Linked DNA regions of Mus musculus: regions 1 and 3 are each linked to region 2. Evidence: chromatin contacts called from public ChIA-PET data. All regions are on one chromosome and are shown on one strand. The core of a region is the stretch at or near the end of the contact, and the rest is flanking DNA. Distances in the headings are between cores, read along the strand shown.

Evidence for each region. ChIA-PET counts read pairs in DNA pulled down with a chosen protein or histone mark.
Region 1: a contact with region 2 is called in an RNA polymerase II ChIA-PET map of memory CD8 T cells, with 14 read pairs. The contact joins two enhancer-like sites. A contact is called at or near these places in 1 of 15 datasets of contacts at CTCF or cohesin (CD8 T cells) and 2 of 115 datasets of contacts at active chromatin or transcription factors (CD8 T cells and memory CD8 T cells).
Region 3: an RNA polymerase II ChIA-PET map of memory CD8 T cells shows a contact between it and region 2, with 26 read pairs. The contact joins two enhancer-like sites. A contact is called at or near these places in 2 of 115 datasets of contacts at active chromatin or transcription factors (CD8 T cells and memory CD8 T cells).

Annotation. Positions count from the first base shown.
Region 1 is chr2:9,562,991-9,565,954 of GRCm38.p6, forward strand. No RefSeq gene overlaps it. Among named protein-coding and RNA genes, the nearest start is that of Gm13218, 28 kb to the right of the region's middle. Within about 2 kb of position 1,646, at least 28 of the 459 cell types and tissues checked have an H3K27ac peak or open chromatin away from gene starts, as enhancers often do. A contact at or near this core is called in memory CD8 T cells, where this site is marked.
Region 2 is chr2:9,748,727-9,751,473 of GRCm38.p6, forward strand. No RefSeq gene overlaps it. Among named protein-coding and RNA genes, the nearest start is that of Gata3, 130 kb to the right of the region's middle. Within about 2 kb of position 1,270, at least 52 of the 459 cell types and tissues checked have an H3K27ac peak or open chromatin away from gene starts, as enhancers often do. A contact at or near this core is called in memory CD8 T cells, where this site is marked.
Region 3 is chr2:9,518,881-9,521,701 of GRCm38.p6, forward strand. No RefSeq gene overlaps it. Among named protein-coding and RNA genes, the nearest start is that of Gm13218, 73 kb to the right of the region's middle. Within about 2 kb of position 1,356, at least 30 of the 459 cell types and tissues checked have an H3K27ac peak or open chromatin away from gene starts, as enhancers often do. A contact at or near this core is called in memory CD8 T cells, where this site is marked.

The sequences.
Region 1 (2,964 bases), core at 396-2,895, 190 kb before region 2:
AGACACCCAACAATTGACCTTTAGTCTCCATACATCAAACACACACATACACACACACACACACACACACACACACACACACACACACAATTGAATTAAATCTACCAAAGTCTTCAGCCCTTGCATTATGGAAGAGAATGAAACATGGATTATATACATTCCCACACGCAAATGGATCAGGATACCAGCAGTTATGATAATAATATCTATTCTCATTTTCTCTTTGTAAGAGTAACAAAAACATCTTCTGGGGTAGCTAACTGCCTTAGTTTAGAGAATAATATTTCAATAACTGGGGAGAGAAAAAGGAAAGAAGGGAAGAAGGAAAGAAGGAAAGAAAGAAACAAAGAAACCAAAAAAGAAAGAAGAGAAAGAAGAAAGAGAGAGACGAGAAGTCCAAGACTGAGTGATTCAGTGTGTTTTACCATCACTCAAATCAACTTTTGCATTAATCTAATGAGTAGCCAAACCAGGGAAACCATGACACAGCCCTCCTCAGCACAACGACCCAGATAGGCCTCTGCCTGCACACTCAGGAAGTATAAAGGGACAAGAGGGGACTCTGGCTAGAATTTGAATGTCCCATGCAAGGCTTCCTGCTCCAGGTGCCAAATCAGAGACTTCCAGACTCCAAGAGCTACTGTCTTGCATCATGATCTTTTGCTAGAGGGTTCTGCAAGAGGAAGAGAGTCCCCTCTGCCTCCTGCCTGAAGTCACCTCTGCCCTGAAGCATGTGTGATTATCCCTCGTCATTATCTCAGTTTACCTAGCTGTGCTCCTAATCAGCCACTCCTCAGCGTTTCATAGGTGATGCTGTCAAAATACCACAGCCCTGGTTAACCACACTGAAAGGCCTTGTGCTCAAACACAGGCTTAATTCAGTTACAGAATATTTTTCCTGGGCCCTTGGTGACAGTTGGATGCTCTGAGTCCTAATTCAAACTCATGAAAAACAAAACAAAACAAAAAAATCAAACCCACGTACTTCCTTCCTGTGAGAGAAAGTATCCATAGTCACTATAGAAAGCATATGTTAAGCCATATAAATGGCTAGCTTAAAAAATTAGAAAGAATTGCAATCTTTCTGATACATAAAAACTGTCCTGACCCAGATTGGAACTTTACCTGCTAATACACTGGACAATTTTAGTGTATGGTGTGAGGAGTATGTAGGGGGGGGGGGTTGTGTGTGTGTGTGTGTGTGTGTGTGTGTGTGTGTGTGTATGAGAGAGAGAGAAAGAGAGAGAGAGAGAGAGAGAGAGAGAGAGAGAGAGAGAGAGAGAAGAAAGAACTAGAACAACTTCCAAGTAAGCTTACTAGCAATGATCCAGCTTAATTTAAAATTCTGGAAACCCACCCCACCCCACCCCACCTACACTATCTCACAAAATTTGCAGTGGAATTATTTGTGAGGAATTTGGCTAAGAGGTTCCTACATCCATCTTCCTGCAGGTAAAAGAACCACTCTGCCCCGTGCCCTCATCTCTAAAGAATAATGCCCCTCTGTTCTCTCTAAAACGTCCTTCTACAAATATAAGCTCATTTGTGGCTCACTAAGTGTGAAACAATTACACCCACAAGCAGACCAGCAGAGAGCAAAAATAGACTGGTGCATACTTTTCAGTTTGTGGTCTCCTCTGGGTTGAAACACAAAGAGAGAGTTAACAAAATGAATGACAACATTACACCTGAAGAAGATGGGGAAGCCAGATAACCTACTCCAGTGTTTCTCTTTGACAGCCATTACAACACCAGTGCCTAGAAATATAACTCAACACTTGAGCTGCAGTCACTTGAATGATAACCGTTAGCTTCAGGGCCCTGGAAGAAACCAGCTTTTGCCCAGGACAGATGTGGATGGGAGGTGTGTGTGAAGTGGTGGGTCTCTGCAAGCTCACTGCAGGGTAAATGGTGAGCACAGCTTTGCTTTGAACATTCTCAGATCTCCAGAGAGCGGCTATTACGGCACATTGTGAAGAGAGCAGCTGTTAAATTTATTGCTACTTAAAACTTTGTAGATTGGAGATGCCGAAGAGGACGAGCTTATCTGTGAAGCTATTCTGGATTCTGGAGTAATTTGCCATCCGTGCTTGCTACGTATGGAGAAAGTGGCAAATTCAAAGGCTGTCTTTTATTTCGCTAATGGAATTAAGAATGCACATGGCTGGAGTGGTAATCAATGCCTCACTGTGATGGATTATAGTTTGGCTAAATAGTATGACCTTTAATTATCTTCGAAAAAAATGCAATTTCCCAATGTCTTTGGTGTTCGCTCTGTTATTTCCTATACAAATATAAGCTGTCATGTGCTATTTTTATTTAGCTTACAGAAGTTTAGGACTCATGAAAGGTGCTAGATTAATAGCCCCAGAGTGAAACTGTTTATCCCTTTAGTCATTTATTATTAAACCTTTTTAGAACACTTTGCTCTTTTTTTGGATCTCAGTATAGTGGATTCATTTTAAAGTGTTTTTAATAACACCCTTTTACACTGCATAAGCATATTTCTAATAAGAACATTGCAACCCACCAGGTAAGGGATGGCACTGGGGTCATGAGGAAATTGAAGTGTTGAGTTGTTTTCCCAACTCTGAGTATGACCCACCCTAAAGACATGTGTAGCTACTGAGCAGAGTGGCTGGTGGAGGCTAACTGAGAATGTATAAGGAATACGAACCGCAGTTCCACGGACAACATCAATCTGCCTGTATCAATGATCAGAAACAGAAGTTACTGTTGGACACAAGATGACAACCAACAAGACGCAAGAATAACTCAGTGATGCCTCCTTGAGACTCAAAGGAAAGAAGCAAGTAATGATTTTTTGAAGGTGGAATGCTATTTCGCTGCTTGTTTTAGGAAAGATAACTAGACTTTGAAATACATCCAGGCTTAGGATATAACTCAGCAGGAAAGGACAGGTTGGGCAGAAGTATTGCTTTTAATACTTAAACAGATGGTGTC
Region 2 (2,747 bases), core at 20-2,519:
AAGAGCACACCTTTGAAGGTTGTGTTCCACCTCCAGCTGTGGTCCTGTTCTCTGATTCCTGGTCTCGCTCGTGTGTGAGAACCTCCTCTGTCCCATGGTCCCACATGTACATGTCACATGATCCCACATGTACATGTCACATGGTACCACAGAGTCACTTTAACACACCTCCTCCTCCATGATTCCAGCTCATGAGCCAAGAAAAACCTCTCTGTCCTTAAATCCTTTCTCCCGGGTATTTTTCTCATCGTGATAAGAAAGGTAATTGACAGATACCGTCAGGCAGCTGGTGACTGAGAGAGCCAGACTTCACATCTACAAGTTCCCGTTATAAAACAGTTTGTATTATCCATCCATCCATCCATCCATCCATCCATCCATCCATCCATCCAGAGCCCAAGCTAGGCATCACTTGCTTGCCTATATACATGAGCAGGCATAGCACAAAGCTGTACTACTGGCCTTGGGAGAGAACTAGAACTCAGCGAGTAAACTGCCTCCCTTCCAGAATGCAGGTTCTGTTCTGTTTTTCCCATCAATTAATTTGTGTATTCACCTTGCAGCACAATTGATGCTCTCCTCCTCCTTCTCCTTCTCCTCCTCCTTCCCCCACCCCTCCACACACACAGTGTCTCCCTCCATCCCCACTTCCCTTCTCCTTTGAGAAGGTAGAACTCCCATCCCCGCCCATTATCCCCCAGCCCTGACACATCAAGTTTCTGCCGGGCTGGCGAATCCTCTCCCAAAAGGCAGCCCAGTTAGGAGAATGGGATCCATGGGCAGGACTTAGGAACTGTCCCTGCTCCAGTTGGGAGACTTGCATGAAGACCAAAAAATAAATAAATAAATACAAGTTAAGTGTAATGACCAATCCTTGTAGCCCCAGCACTGAGGAGATGAGGGAGGAGGATTTCTGGGGCTCGCTAGCCAGCGGAGACTACTTGGTGAGGCCCAGACCAATGAGAAAAATAAAAAAATAAAAATAAAAATAAAACAAGGTAGACACACCAGAGGATCAACATACACAGTCATGTTTACGTGCATACACACACACACACACACACACACACACACACACACACACACACACACCATGGACTCATCAGGAGGGTGCCATGAGCAACAAGTGTTGCTTTAATAACAATTATCCTAATCTAGAAACCCAAGGAAAAGATCAACAGTTCCATCCTTCCTCGCTATTCAGCCACCAGTCCTTTGGAGCGGGGCTGGGCCAGCAATGAGAATTCTCAGCAGCAATCTGTGCCGGCCACCGCTGACTTCCTGCTTTCTGTCTACTGTGTTTCAGCAAGGGACTTTCCTCAGTGGTATGCTAACCTACATTTTCCAAACCATCAGGTCCTTTGCTATTGAACCTACCAAAACTGAAAGGGGAAAAAAATGTGTAACACAACACAGAGAAAGCAGCCTGGACATCTTTTGTAAAGCTGTGTGGACATGAAATGGTTTTTAGTAAGCTTGCCAATGAGAGTCCTGAGAAGCACAGATCATTACGTTGCCTGAGAAATGTCTGAGGCTTCAAGGCTAGAACACCACATCCTAATGAGTAATGAGGATTACATAACTAAGAAGATAAGCAACACCACCCACCGATTGCATGGAAATGCTAATGCTGAGTTCCTGGCCGCAGCCTGCAGTAAAAAGGAAGAACAGAACTTCAAAATATTACTCCCCATTGTTGCATAAAACCACGATTGGTTTGCCATGATTGTTCATTTTGCCTTTCGAGATTCTTAACTCCCTATCTAAAAGCTCAGCTGTGTCTTTCATTCACAAATCAATGTTCAGCAAAAGTCCTTAAGAGACCCTCCCCCTCCTCCAACCGAATGCAAGCTTGAGATGTGCTTCAAGGGAAACTTGCATAATAAGTAAAACAAGGACTGCATTCCTCAGGTGGGGAAGAGATCCATGGGAGAGCATATGCAGAAACCCCGGTATGCAAGTTCTAGTGTAAGCATGCAAACACACACACACACACACACACACACACACACACACACACATACACACACACACACACACACACACACACATTCACACACTCAAACACACACACATACACACACATACACATTCAAACACACATTCACACACTCACACACACACAAACACACACATTCACACACACATACACACACATACGCACACATTCACATACGAACACAAACACACATTCACATACTTTGTTTCCAGGGTTCAAATTCTAGTGTAAGCATGCAAATACACACACAAACACACACACACACACACTTTGCTTCCATGAACCATGTCTCAAGTTTCCATTTGCTTGGAGGAAAGGGCTTTTAAGAATTTTTGCTAAACACTGATTTGGAAATGGAAAACTGAGTTTCTCTCAGACAAGGAGTGTTGGCAGAGGGACACCCACATGCCACAGCACGTGTGTGGAAGTCAGAGGACAATTCGTGTGAGTCAGTTCTTTCGTTCTATCATGTGGGGCTGGGGGACCGAAGTCAGAGGACAATTCGTGTGAGTCAGTTCTCTCATTCTATCATATGGGGCTGGGAGACCGAATTTGAAGTCCCAGGTTTGTTGGCAAAAGCCTTTACCTTCTGAGCCAATTTAATGGCCCACAACAAAGCCTTAAAACAAAGAAATCCTACAGTCCTCCTCACTCTGCTGTGGTAGTTTCACTATGGAAAGTTCTTCAGTATTGCTAACTTACATCTCCCTTGCTGCCCGACGTAAGGGACATCTTAGGGCCTGTGTGG
Region 3 (2,821 bases), core at 106-2,605, 230 kb before region 2:
TATAACTGTTGTTGCTGCTGCTAGGCGCAGCACCCACAGAAGTGACACTGTGCAGTTCAACAGATTGTAGGTAACAGTGAAGGTTGTTGTGAGAGCTTCTGTGCCAGGTAGACACATTAATAGTTTTTAAATTATATCTGTAAGAGATTGAATGTTGAACCTCATGCACACGGGCCAAGCATTGTGCCACAGAGCTGTATCCACATATATATTGCTTTTTAGCTTGACACAGTTTCTCACTAAATTGTCCAAGCTGGCCTTGGGCTCATTGCTTATCCTAGGTAGGCCTTGAACTTGCCATCCTTCTGACTCAGTCTCCCAAATCACAATAACTGAGTTACAAGCCCATAACTGTAATGTCAGGATGGCTCTCATTTAACTCATCAATGACTATATTTGCATTTTAGAAGGAGACAGAAAACTCTAAGAGGTTAAGTAGGCAGGTCGGCTTGCAGGATCAGAGAGCTCAAATCAGTCATACTGCTGATCATTCCGCTAATCCATCTGCCTGGCTTTGTTGATCAAATCAGGAAAATTGGATCTCACTTCCGCCCATTCTTGCTTGACTGGAATTCCTCAACTTCTTTGAACTATAGAGAGGACAACAGAGGGAGAAGGAGAGAAGGAGGAAGAGGCAAAGAGGCCTTTCTCAGCTAACCCAGGAGATGAGGTAAGCCACCATTATTGCCTGTGGGTGTGAGTAGGTGGGTGAGGCTATGGGCGTGACACATGGCAGTTAGAGGACAACTGGGGGACTCAGTTCTCTCCTGCCATCATAGGACACCTAGGGACAGAAGTCAGCTGCTCAGCCTTGACAGCAGGCCCCATCTCACAACAACCCCTACCTTAGTTTTTCATTAATTAATTAACTTATTCACTTTATATTCCAATATCAGCCCTCCTGCTCTTCCCAGTCCTCCCTCCCCTCATAGAGCTCTTCCCTCCATTCCTTCTCCCTCTTCTCTGATGGAAACAGATGCAGAGACCCACCGCCTACCTTATTTTTAAGACAGACTCCTGGGACTCCCCTATTTGTCTAAGCTGCCAGCAAACTCCAGGGATCCTCCTGCCTCTGCTTCCCAGCACTGGAGAAACAGGTATACATCACTCGCTTGACTTTTCATGTGGGTGTTGGAGACAGAAAGGGTTTCCTGCTTGAGCAGAAAGCACTCTACCCACTGAGCCATCTTGCCAGCCCCTTCTTCTTAAGAAAGTAAAAAGCATACAGCTATCCATTCTTGTTTGGCAGGATGGAAAAAAAAAAAAAAAGAATCCATCTCTACTTCTGAAAGGTATGTACTGAATTCACTGGTTTTTGTTGTTGTAAAGTGAAGAAAAAAAACCTAAGAGGTTTGTTTTATTTCCTGCAAATATTTCGCATTGCCAAGGCAACTAGAGTAACATCCCAGCCACCACAAAGGTAGTGTGAACCACAGGGAAATGAGTGTGTGGCTTGAAAGGTAAACTCCAAACTGAAACTAAAAGTTTCAAAAAATACACTAGAAAGAGTCAAGGCTTATACCACCAATTTATAATAAAAAAAATCAGAATAGTTTTTAACTTTAAATTAAATAAAAGTTATACGAGTACCCAGAGCCCCTATGGGACCAGTACTTCAACTACAAACTCACAAATGAAATTTCCAACAAAATAGAAAAGAATACTGCCTAGCACAATTTAATTGAGTTTCCTGGAGGGCCAAGCTGAAAGCAACTGACTCTTCCATACTGTGGGAAGAAAGAAATCTCTCATGCCCAGTAGAAAAGATGTGGATGAAGTCATAATGCATCATTTAATGCCACTGGGGTTTCTTCAAAGTTATATGTTTCTTCAAGATGCCAGAAGCATTCAGAAATTAAAGATGATGGGCTCTTTCCCCCTGTAGACTCGTCCTCTACCATCACCACCTATTTAAATTAATTCTACTGCAAAGCAAAACTTTAGGAACCCTGGCCTAGAAAGTCAGTTGAGCAAACGTGTCCATTAAAGGACAGGCAAGAACTAGGACAGGAGCAAGCACCTCTGGCTAGCCCTCGGCATCCTTGGGAGACGGCAGCTCAGCCTGGTCCCACCTTTTATGGCCCTCTGACAAGCACAGCTGTCCTTCTGGAAGGTAGCCACCAGGCTCCTGAAACTCTAACTTGGACAAGGGTCACCTGTGATTTGAACAGAAATATCAAAAAGGAGTATCTTTCTGCCTGTTGATTTCATGGTTTAAAAAAATAAAAGTATATCTTATTTCCCACCAATCCTCTGGAGTCTGCACAGTAGACAAACAGGAGAAAAACTGATTCTGTCATCAATTGGTTAAGAAAACCAAGAAGGCTAAATCCACAATGACAGTCATCCAGGGGAAAGGCTGTCCCTTGGCTACCTGGTGAATAGTAGCTTGTAGAGGGCTGGATTAGACAAGTTGTTGTAGATTCAGTAGTAGAAGGGGGATCCTGTTCTTCTAAATTTGTAGCTATTATTGAACATTTGGCTGGAACCAACATGTCTTCGTTCAAATCAACTAAATTAAACTGAAAGAAGCCCAAGCTTCCAGCTCTTTAGTGCCTGATAATTAGCAGCCGAGTAAAATGGAAGGCATGGCAGTCCATGCTTGCCATGTCGGAGCTGGGGAACGGAAACAGGCAGATCCTTAGGGCTTGCTGGTCTACCAGCCTAGCCAAACTATTAAGAGATCCTATAAGGAGAGAGACACATATAGACAGACAGACAGACAGACAGACAGACAGACAGACAGAGGTGGGGAATGCTCACAAGGAATAATATCCCAAGATTAACTAGTAGCTTCCATGCACAGGCATATTTACACATA